Regions from separate parts of the Hordeum vulgare genome. Here regions 1 and 2 are each linked to region 3. The links are chromatin contacts, called in public Hi-C maps. All regions are on one chromosome and are shown on one strand. The core of a region is the stretch at or near the end of the contact, and the rest is flanking DNA. Distances in the headings are between cores, read along the strand shown.

The links. A called contact is a pair of places that touch in the nucleus more often than the background predicts.
Region 1: a Hi-C map of leaf shows a contact between it and region 3, with 6 times the contacts expected there. The contact joins the promoter of LOC123425666 here to the promoter of LOC123425670 in region 3. A contact is called at or near these places in 2 of 6 Hi-C or Micro-C datasets (leaf and seedling).
Region 2: a contact with region 3 is called in a Hi-C map of seedling, with 2.4 times the contacts expected there. The contact joins the promoter of LOC123425667 here to the promoter of LOC123425670 in region 3. A contact is called at or near these places in 1 of 6 Hi-C or Micro-C datasets (seedling) and 1 of 1 datasets of contacts at active chromatin or transcription factors (embryo).

What each region holds. Positions count from the first base shown.
Region 1 is chr2H:161,450,411-161,453,708 of MorexV3_pseudomolecules_assembly, reverse strand. It overlaps LOC123425666 (probable arabinosyltransferase ARAD1), which reads right to left and starts at 1,853. Exons shown (of 3, transcript XM_045109367.1): 1 at 798-1,853. The coding sequence starts at 1,739.
Region 2 is chr2H:161,501,881-161,505,463 of MorexV3_pseudomolecules_assembly, reverse strand. It overlaps LOC123425667 (probable protein phosphatase 2C 64), which reads right to left and starts at 1,276. Exons shown (of 5, transcript XM_045109369.1): 1 at 607-1,276; 2 at 217-489; 3 at 1-108. The coding sequence starts at 828.
Region 3 is chr2H:162,408,577-162,411,969 of MorexV3_pseudomolecules_assembly, reverse strand. It overlaps LOC123425670 (protein DETOXIFICATION 12-like), which reads right to left and starts at 1,977. Exons shown (of 7, transcript XM_045109372.1): 1 at 1,557-1,977; 2 at 1-375. The coding sequence starts at 1,835.

The DNA of each region.
Region 1 (3,298 bases), core at 604-3,103, 960 kb after region 3:
TTTATTATGCAAAGTTAAGTATCCGACATTAGATGTAACAGTTGCCACTGGAAACAAGCAAAACTGAATGCAGCTTAAAATTTCGATGCATGTAGACACTAGACAGCAGACACACAGATGATGAATGAAAGAGAAGGGGGTAAGGTAGAAGAAGGGTTTGCAAAACTGTGGAAGCATTTTTCTCTGCAATAAATACTCCATCCATCCCTAATTACTTGTCGCGGAAATGAATTAAAATGGATGTATCTAGAATTAAAATACTTCTAGATACATCCATTTCTCTGACAAGTATTTTCTGACAGAGGGAGTATTAAGTAGGTAGATTAAGAAGTATACAAGTTTGTGATTTTGAAAAGATTGTGCTTTGCAATAGTAAAAGACTACTACTTAATAATATATCAATTCTCAGCAATTTGTGTAGCCAACATGCCTTTAAATGCGTAACTAATTGCCTAATATCAATAGTCACTTCAGGAGACTGTATGTGTTGCCCCTTGAATACAAAATGGTGTCCTAGACTCCTGGTTGAATTACCCTATGATATCGGTGCCTGGACAGTCATTCCTTATTTACACGAAGTAATCTCAGTCATCTAAGCAAACAAAATTCAAGGTAATCATATATTCATATCCTAACTTTCGTTTCACCTGAATCCATTTTTATAACTTCTTCGACAAGAATTTAACACTGAGTGCTCTGAAAGATCTAATCATAGCTTATCAAGTGTCATTATGAGTTTATGACACATCAATCTCTAGAAAAAAAGTGTAATATTTGTTTCGGATTCCGGAGCTCACCTCCTTTCGGTACCGGTTGCCCATGAAAAACAGCAATGCAGGCCTGCTGTCAACATTGACATCGCCCTTGAAGGGGTTGATGCGGTGGGAGTAAGGCAGGATGACATCCTTGACGAGAGAGGCCTGATCACCACGCAAGCGGCCGAAGTCAGAGACGAGGAGTACGGCATTGCTGATCCGGTCCACCACCCGGTAGAGCGCGTTGGGATCCTGGCAGATGAACACGTGGTCCCTTCCCCGGTACCGCCGCCAGTACGACTGCCGCTCCAGCCACTCCACCAGCTCGTCCTGCATGGCCTCGTCGCTATACGAAGGCCCCACCGTGGCCGCCGCCTCGGAGGCATTGGCGGCCGCCGGGGGGCGGATGGGGTTGACGACGAGGCTGAGGGACGAGAAGAAGGGCACGTAGAAGAGGTCGGCCTCGACCGGGTCATCCACGCGGGCCACGGGGCGATCACGTGGTCCCCGTTGACGGAGGTCCTTGAAGAGCCACCACTCCGCCGAGTGCTGGTGCCCCGGATACCGCAGCTCCTCGTCTGCCAGCACCGCGGCCGCATCCGACGAACCCGAGGGGCCCCTCGCGGACATGTAGCTGCGGACGACGCCGTAGGTGAACTTGGACGGCAGGTCGTACATGTAGATCTTGACGGGGGAGGGAGGGGAGGAGGCGGAAGAGGAAGGAGAGGTGGAGACGAAGGGGTGGGAAAGGCGGGAGGCGGAGGGGCCAGAGGGGGACAGGAGAAGGAAGAGTAGCGCGAGCGCGAGCGCGAGGAGGAGGAGGATGACAGGGGAGGGGCGGCGCGACGGCATGGCGCGGGCGGCGAGTGCGAAGAGGGATCTGGGGAAGACGAATCGAGGGGGCGGGGGCGACACCAGCGCCGACGCCGGCAAGATCAGAGGCGCCGGTCGCTGCTTACGGGGCGGCCTGCCGCGCTCCCACATGTGGCCGGACGAAGACTACGGCCGGGCGGCGGAGGATCGGAGAGAGCGGGACGACGGCGATTGGGGGTAGTAGTGGGGCTAGTGGCTCACACTTGTTTGTGCTAGCGCTACTGGACTTTAGGTCCCACAGGTCGGTGACTCGACATGTTATCTATACCACTAATAAACAGTCCAACGTATTCATCGCTGCGTCACCCCAATCAAACCTACACAATTTCCCGTAGAGGAATTATAACCTTACGATCAGATCTTCTAATTATATCTAACCATCAAAATTGTACCAGGCCCACCTTAAATGTACGTCTACCATATTAGTTGCACGGACGAAAACTCTGCCAGTTGACGTGCAACAAAAAAATCTCCCCCGTTCACGTTCACGTCAAATTAGGGGAAGTGCTAAATTAGGGAAAGTGCTAAACAAAATAGCTAAATTCATGTCCAGCACCTTATACGGAAACAAACAACAAATAAGGGAAATCATATCAACCTGCCCCGTTCAACGTTGCCGTCCATACGTCTAGCAGTTCGTGCGTCGTCGTCGCCGTCCAGACGCAGTCGTCGACGCATCCACCAACGGCCGCTACGACGAGCTCTTCACCAACAGAGCTGCAAACGTTGACGCATCCGCCAACGGCCGCGACGACGAGGTCTTCACCAATAGAGCTGCAGCCGCCGAGGCACCGTCCACGGCCGCGATGACAAGCTATACGCCGTATAAGGTGTTGCCTTCTCTCTGCGTTCTGATCCATCTATTGCTTTGATTGATCTGGTTGTCTTTCTGCAAATTATCATAACAACTACATCATGATCCATTATTCTAAATAATTAATGAAAACTGAATTCAAATGGTTCCATACGCAGAACAAGAAAACTTTGATGGTAAATAGTAGGATGTAGTTGAACATGAAACTCTATACCTTCCTGTACAATGGTATGATGACATTTTTCACATTAACAGAGTTGGCGGAGTTCGTATGACACCAACCACTCCCAACAAGACGCGCACCCCCTTCCAGGATATAAGCAACTCCCAATCGTTGGGTGATGATCAGTACCTAATCAGTATATTTTTGCTTTGTTGCTCGACTGCTAAATTGTCTCATTTATTACATACCCTAAAGAAGTAAAAAGGCAGAGGGATAGAGAGCGGTATGCACAAAATAGGGATGAGATTAATAAGAGACGACGTGAGGCCTATAAACAGAAGAAGATTGCCGCTGCCGAGATCAGTGCGGCAAACGCACAGCTGACTATATCACAAGGTAATGACCATCAACTAAATGATATAAGGCCCATACGTATTGTTATTTAACGATCTATTCTTTGTCTATTCAGACCGTAGTGATATTAAGAACCGCATTGAACGTGAGCGGTATGCACAGAATAGAGAGGAAATATTAAAGCGACAGCGACAGGCCCGTGACCAGAAAAAGCATAATGTTGTCGTCCTTGATGGCAGTAACCTTGTAACACAAGTCATGGCTACCGGACAATCAGCAGTCACACAACTGGCTAACATAACATGTGCGGGTGGTGCAGTACCAAATTCCACAGAGCTT
Region 2 (3,583 bases), core at 27-2,526, 910 kb after region 3:
CTTGAGGTCAACGGTGAGCTGCACGGCCGCCATGCCGCCGGCGGCGGCGTCTCTGGAGCCTAGGACGGCGCGCGAGTCCCCGATGTTGGCCATGTAAAGGTCCGAGCCCTGCGTGCAGAAACCGCGACGCGCACGGACAAAGAGGGGGTCAGAAACAGAACATTTCTGCTCGGACGGGACGCAGAAGAGTATGTGAATGTGAATGTCCGGACGTACGAGCTTGAGGACGGTGACGGCGGTGCTGCCGCTGCAGAAGCTGTCGAGCGAGGGGTGGGAGCGCAGGTCCTTGTCCATGGCCTTGTAGGCGCGCGTGAAGGCCTTCCTCCAGGCGGTGGCCGGCATGTCCAGCCCGGTCTTGGGCGAGGCGCGCGCGGCGGACATGAGCCTGAGCGGCAGCGAGTCCCGCACCCTGCGCGCCACCAGGTGGCCGTGCGGCCCGTGGCCGTCGAACACCCCGCACAGCACGCCGTCCTCCTCCCCGCCGAACCCCTGCCACCATGTCCATTGGACCACATCGGCCGGATCAATCTAATCGCCTCGAAATGGGAAGGAGGGAGGGGAGAGATGGAGGGGGAGTGATTCTCGGGCTGTTGGTTAGTAGCTTACATCCCAGATGAGCATGGCGTCCTGGTTGATCCCCTTGCGGCCCTGCTGCGTGAAGACGGAGGCTGTGCGGCTGCGGCCGTCGTTGGAGAAGATCCGCCCGGGGACCGTCCCCAGCTGGTCCTCCCGCGGCGCCTTCCACCTCCCCCGCCGCCTCTTCCCGTCCTCGCCGCCCGCGCCGGCCGCCGTGACCGCCGTGTCCCCTCTCGCCGCGCAGTTCCCCATCGCCCGCTACCAATGCCAGCCAGCCAGCCAGCAAGAAACACGCCGCAAGAGGTCGCCGGCGCCGGGTGCAGGAGGAAGGATTCTTTCTTGTTGCTTGCTTGTCTCAGGAGGAGCCGGGAGTTGCAGATGCGGCACTCAAACTCAACATGGGCACGAAAAGTCAAGGCGGCCCCGTCATCCCATGGACGAGGCGAGAGGAGGCAGACGAGCGAGGTCGGGAACGGAGGGCTGCTTATTTATTGCGCTGCGGCAGTGACACACGCACGCACACGCACACGCACACGCACGCCGAGAGGCAGAACAGACAGCCACCTCCGTCCTCCGGGGCGGCAGGGTCACGGAGGAAGAGGCCCCTGGTTGATGGCTCCCGACACGCCCACGACGACCTTGAGGGCTAGCTCTAGCTGCTCTCTTGTTTTTTTACTCCTAGTACTCTACGTAACATACCACCACCTTTCCTGATTAACTAAGCCGCGGCAGGTAATATGGCCAGGAGTAGAACTTTGTTTACTGACCGGACGCGAGCTGCGAGGAATAAACAAGCAAGCGGCGAGCATGGCCGACCGGTGTGCCGTGGCGGCGATGGTCAGAGCGGGCATTGAACGGATCACAGATGCACTAGTACTAGTAGTAGTATATATCAATCAACCATCTCTCCCTCCCTAATCACAAAGATTTGTTCACTTGAGCCGTGTAATTACGGCTTGTTGTTACCCGTGACCTTTCTCAACAGCGACGTGATCCAAATCGAAAAGAATTAGTATTCCATCCAATTGGAGAGGCCGCGCGAGTCCGCTACAAGATTCTTTAATCTTTATTTAATGAAAAGAAGCGTGTGGAAAGCGGCGAGCCAGCCAGACGGCTGGCCGGCGTGCGCGCACGGGCGCCGCGGGGTTCGTTTCCTGCTGCGCGGCGCGGCGCGGCTGCCTGCGAGCTGCGAGTATCTTTCCGCGCCATCATGGCGGAGGATACGATACGAGCCCGGCTGCCCATTTATACCCACTCGAGTGCTCCGTCCGTAGGTCCGCCGATCCCAGCGGAGCCAATGTTTTCAGTTACGGGGGGACCTAGCGGCTCGCCGGCTGCCATCCCACTTGAGCGAGCGAGGCGACCTTCCTCCTCGTCCTCACTTGTTTAATGCCCAACCACTGCCCCGCCTGCACGCATGGGTCGATCATTAGGGAGGGCGAGGGGCGCACACGGGCTGTTTTCCCATGATTTCAGATTACTGGTATCTCGATATAGATAGATTGATAGATAGACACGTCCTCCCGGGAGGAGGATTCCGACGCAAACGGGGTGTATGGAGCGGCTCGGATACGATTCTCATCTGTGTGTGCGTGTGTGTTATGGGGCTCCCGCCTCCAAACGCAATCCACTCGGACTTATCACTTCATTTCTTTGCGTCAATAGATCTTGCGTGATCGCTCGATAAATTCTTATAAATTTTAAAAATAATTCATAAAATTGTTTATGTAATTTTAAGAACTTTAATTTTTATATAAAAATAACATCAATATAGTTTTTAAAAACAGCGTCACTCCGAGATGTTGGGTACTTAGTTTTCCATTCACGATCCACTTAGACTGATCACTTCACTTCTTTGCGCCAACAGTTTTGCGCGGTCGGTCACGACGTTACTCCCACCATGATAGGCTCACTCACAATCAAATACTCCCTTCGTTTCATAATATAAAAATGTTTTTAACACCAAATAAAAGGTGTAGAAATCATGAAGCGGACTAGTTCATTGAAACAATACATAAAAGATTAGTCGGTTGGACACACGTTAGAAGGCTCATCCGGTGATGGGGTTGTGCCTTAGGGGTAGGCCTATGGACATGTTTCCTTAGGCCCGCCTAGGATCCCTCACGGACATCAGTATCCCACAAGTTACCGTTGAAGCCTCGACCTCACTCGGTTCTATGACCATCACTCGGCCTGTTCAGAGCCACTCGGACGGCTTTGCATCAGTCGGACGCGTCTTATCACTCGGCCCACACGAAGGTGAAGGAACCGAAGAGGTAGCAACGGCTAAGGACTTAATCCACCACATGAAGTGCAGTAAGAGACCCAAGTTACCAATAACGCCAGGGGTTAAGGCTGTTGTTTCCTGTAACTTCCCTCTTTATTGTCATTTATTACCTTGTAATGGAGCTCGGCCGGTCGTGGCGACCTCTATATAAGCCACTCCCGTGCTCCAGCTCCAGGGTTCAGCACTTGTAATCTTTTACACCCCTCATAAGTAAACACCAACCTCAGGGCTTGAGACGTAGGGCTATTACCACTATTGAATAGGGCATGAACTCGTAAATCCGAGTGCATCCACTGTGCCTAGCTAGACTTCGCCCTTAGTTCGTACCCCTGGTACTATTGTCAGGATCATTCCCACGACAGTTGAGCCCACCGTGGGGCTGCGCTTCTAGCAAATCCAGCGTAGTTGGAGATTTTTCACACTTTCGTCAACATGATGACACTCGGTGGAGAGATCCTCTTCGATTCCCTCAGCTTCATCGTCGACAATTCCGCGTGGCTGCAGGATGCGCCACTAGACACCGACGCCCTCCCCGCGCGAGGTGCGTCACATTTCAGCGCAATAGCGCATGGAGTCCTGATCCGGCAGCCGTCGGTGTCGTATCATTCGCCATCGCCACGACTCGCTGCCGTCCGCCGCAAGCGCTCTGGGCGCTCGCGGATGGAGCGATGGATCAAGCACACTATGGCCAATCAGGTCATCTTCGGACAGGTAGCCATG
Region 3 (3,393 bases), core at 728-3,227:
AGCATTACCCATACCAACTTTATAAACCATGAACCAACACAGAGGAATAAATACAGCGAGTGTGATCATGGAGCTAAGAACCATAGGAAAGATGAGGCTCTGACACTGCAGAAACTTTGAAAAGCATTGAGCAACACTGAAGGCAAATAAACCAGGGATAAGCCATAATGCATATTTCCCAGCCTCATTTGCAATTTCTGGTTGCTGACCTATGAGAGGAAGTACTTCCGGAATGAAAACCCATACAATGGCGATGGGCACACTCACAATAAGAAGTACAATGATGGACCTGTAGGTATATAAGGATAACTTATGATACTGTTCTGCTCCATAGGCCTGCCCACAAATAGTTTCCAATCCGCATGCCAGTCCTATCTAAAAGAAAACTGCGTCAGTAATGAATTGACAAATCATATACATATTGTTCCAGAATAAATGGAAGATAAACTAGGATGAATTGAAGAGATAGTGCTGAAAGAATGGCAGGAATAACAATTATGGCTTGTGCAAGGCGGGCAACAATTGCTGATTACAAGAGTATGAAAATTTTACTACAAGATATAAGGGTTTACATGGTTTACAATAACACCTAAAGAAAGGGTAGCCCGGTGCATGTAGCTCCCGCTTGCGCATGGTCCAGGGAAGGGTCCGACAACTTAATTTCAGATCTATATTTGTTATAGCAGGAAGACTTATAATCAGACTTAAAATATGAGAATGGACTGGCAAATCTCTCACACCCGATTGAAACAAGATGACTCAGATCAACCTCAAAAGAGGCGCCCTGAATAATCCAATTTGCACTTGACAACCTTTGACTTTATAGTGATATCGGCGACCCGCGTTGATATACACCATCAGAGTTGTGATACTAGAGCTGAAGTTTGTGTGTTTGTAAGCTTATTATCTCTTATGACGGTCGTGCTACTAGATATTCTCACTGAAAACTGAAATCCGACCAAAGCGAATAGGACACATGGAAGTAGTCTGAACTCCAGTGTGGCTTTAGCGTATGATAAGCAACAGAAACAAATAAATCGTGTTTAGAAAGAGAATCATTTGAATTTGAAAGGTGAACCTGAAGCCTCCTTGTTCGTAAGTCTGGTACATGAGCCTTATTAAGTCAGAAGTACCGATATAATCGTCATGTGAAGAGACAAAACAGAACACTGATAGTTCATAGTTGCACTATATATTGCAACCAACCACGCAGGTCCAAAATTGAAGCCTAAAGCACAAACAAACAAACGATGGCTTTTCAAAATTAGCATCCAAATTCACGGGCCTTTTCAATTTTTCATGCCACGGGTACTCATGTTTGACTTGCGTTCATCAACCACCCTGGCGTAAGCATTCGTACAAGCATCTCCTGGGTACCAAGTGTACCCGGATGAGAGAAGGCATGCATCTCCCATTCAGGCATTCGATTCAACCGTGACGACTCACGAGTCACGACTAGCACGCACAAAAATCGCATTATGCAAAAAAGAAAAAAGTAAGCACAAATGTGAAAGGAAGGGCAGGCGTAAAGATGGGGTTGGTGGGAGGGAGCTCACGAGGACGCTGAAACCGGAGACGTTGGTGAGGGAGTTGGCGATGGCGGCGCCCGCAAGCGCGACCTCGCCGAGGTGCCCCACCATGACGGTGGAGATGAGCTGCATCATCAGCTGCAGCAGCGCCACAGCGATCATCGGCGCAGCCAGCGCAGCCAGCCGGCCGGACTCCTCCGCCGCCTCCCTCCACCACCGCTGCCGCTTGCCTCCCGCCTCATGGGGCACCTCCTTGTGACTGTTCCCCCTGCTGAGCAGCAGCGGCGCCTCGGAGGAAGAGTCCATGGATGCCCGCCCCCGGACCAAGTGGAGGGAGCTGGCTGCTGTGGAAATGGAACGGGAAGAGGACGCGGGTTCGTGGACTCATCTCCTGCAATAATATCTCCTTATTAATAGGAGCAAGACAGGGTTGGCTTCTCTAGTCCTAATTCCCCCATGTGTTCTCGCTCTTTTTAAATGGAAAATGAGAAGCCGCCGTGGGGTCGGGTTCCGGGTCAGGGCAGGTTGGGTTGGGATGCGGACGCTTTGCTCCCTCGTCGAAATATTCTGGAGTACTTCGTCTGGACTTTGGAGGCGAGCGATAAAGCCATCCACCCGCAGCAGGATTAGTCGTAGCTTCGATCCGGTCAAAACCCGTGCTTAATGTGTTTATAATTTAATTAAAAACGGCAAGTACTAGACGTCGAGGCGCGCATCCGTCCATGTCTCGATCTTAATACAACTTAATACGTACTAAATTTAATATAAAATTAAAACAATTATTAGGACTAAGAAAGTAAAATGTGTACCTTTAAGAACTGAAATTCCCCTCCACTGACATAAAAATACATTAATTTAGGGGAAACGCTACGCATCCGTCGGATGATTTCTAAAAATTATCCGTCACCTAGCTAGCCGTCGGATGGCGATCTAACGCCCTGCATCCCCGCCGCATGGTTCTGAAACGACGCTCGAGTTGCGAAAACTTTCGCTTTGTTGCAAGAAATAAACTTTGGATCTGTTAATTCCTGAAACAACGGTGGAGTTTCAGAAACAATTTGCTTGTTGCAGGATTTTTTTCTTCGTTTTTGCGGGAGAATTTTTTGCAACAAAGGTCATGTTTCAGGAAATTTTGCAACAAAGCTCAAGTTGCAGAACCACTACCTAGCGAGCAGGGAAACTCTTGGCGGCGGGGCGGCCGGCGAGCTCTAGGCGGCGGGGCGGCCGGCGAGCTCTAGGCGACGGGGCGGTCGGCGAGCTCTTGGCGGCGGGGCGGGGCGGCCGGCGAGCTCTAGGCGGCGGGGCGGCCGGCGAGCTCTAGGCGGCGGGGCGGCCGGCGAGCTCTAGGCGGCGAGGCGGCCGGCGAGCTCTTCCCGTGGAAGCCGTCGTCGCCATGCCTGGGTCCCTCGTTCTGCAACTACTTCCAAGTTGCAGAAACAACGGAGTTGTTTCAGGACAGGAAACGGGTCACGGCTCGTCCGCCCGGCCACGTGGCGAACAAAGGAGACGGTGGACGCGAAATCAGGATCCGTCGGTTGAAAAGTAACGTTTCCCTTAATTTAGAGCAATTACAAGTAGCAGGTTTAAAGACATAAAAAAGACTATAAATTAATGTATTATAGGAATGTATTATAGGTACACATTTCAGTGGAGTGGAATTTCTCTAAATTAATGTATTTTATATGACGATTTACACTGACATAAAAAAATTCCACTCCACTGACATAAAAAAAGACTATAAATTAATGTATTATAGGTACACATATAGTCTTTTTATAGTAAAATCGTCATGTAAATTATAAGTAGCAGACATTAATTTACATGACGATTTTACTATCCAAAAAAAAGACATAAAAATGTGAAT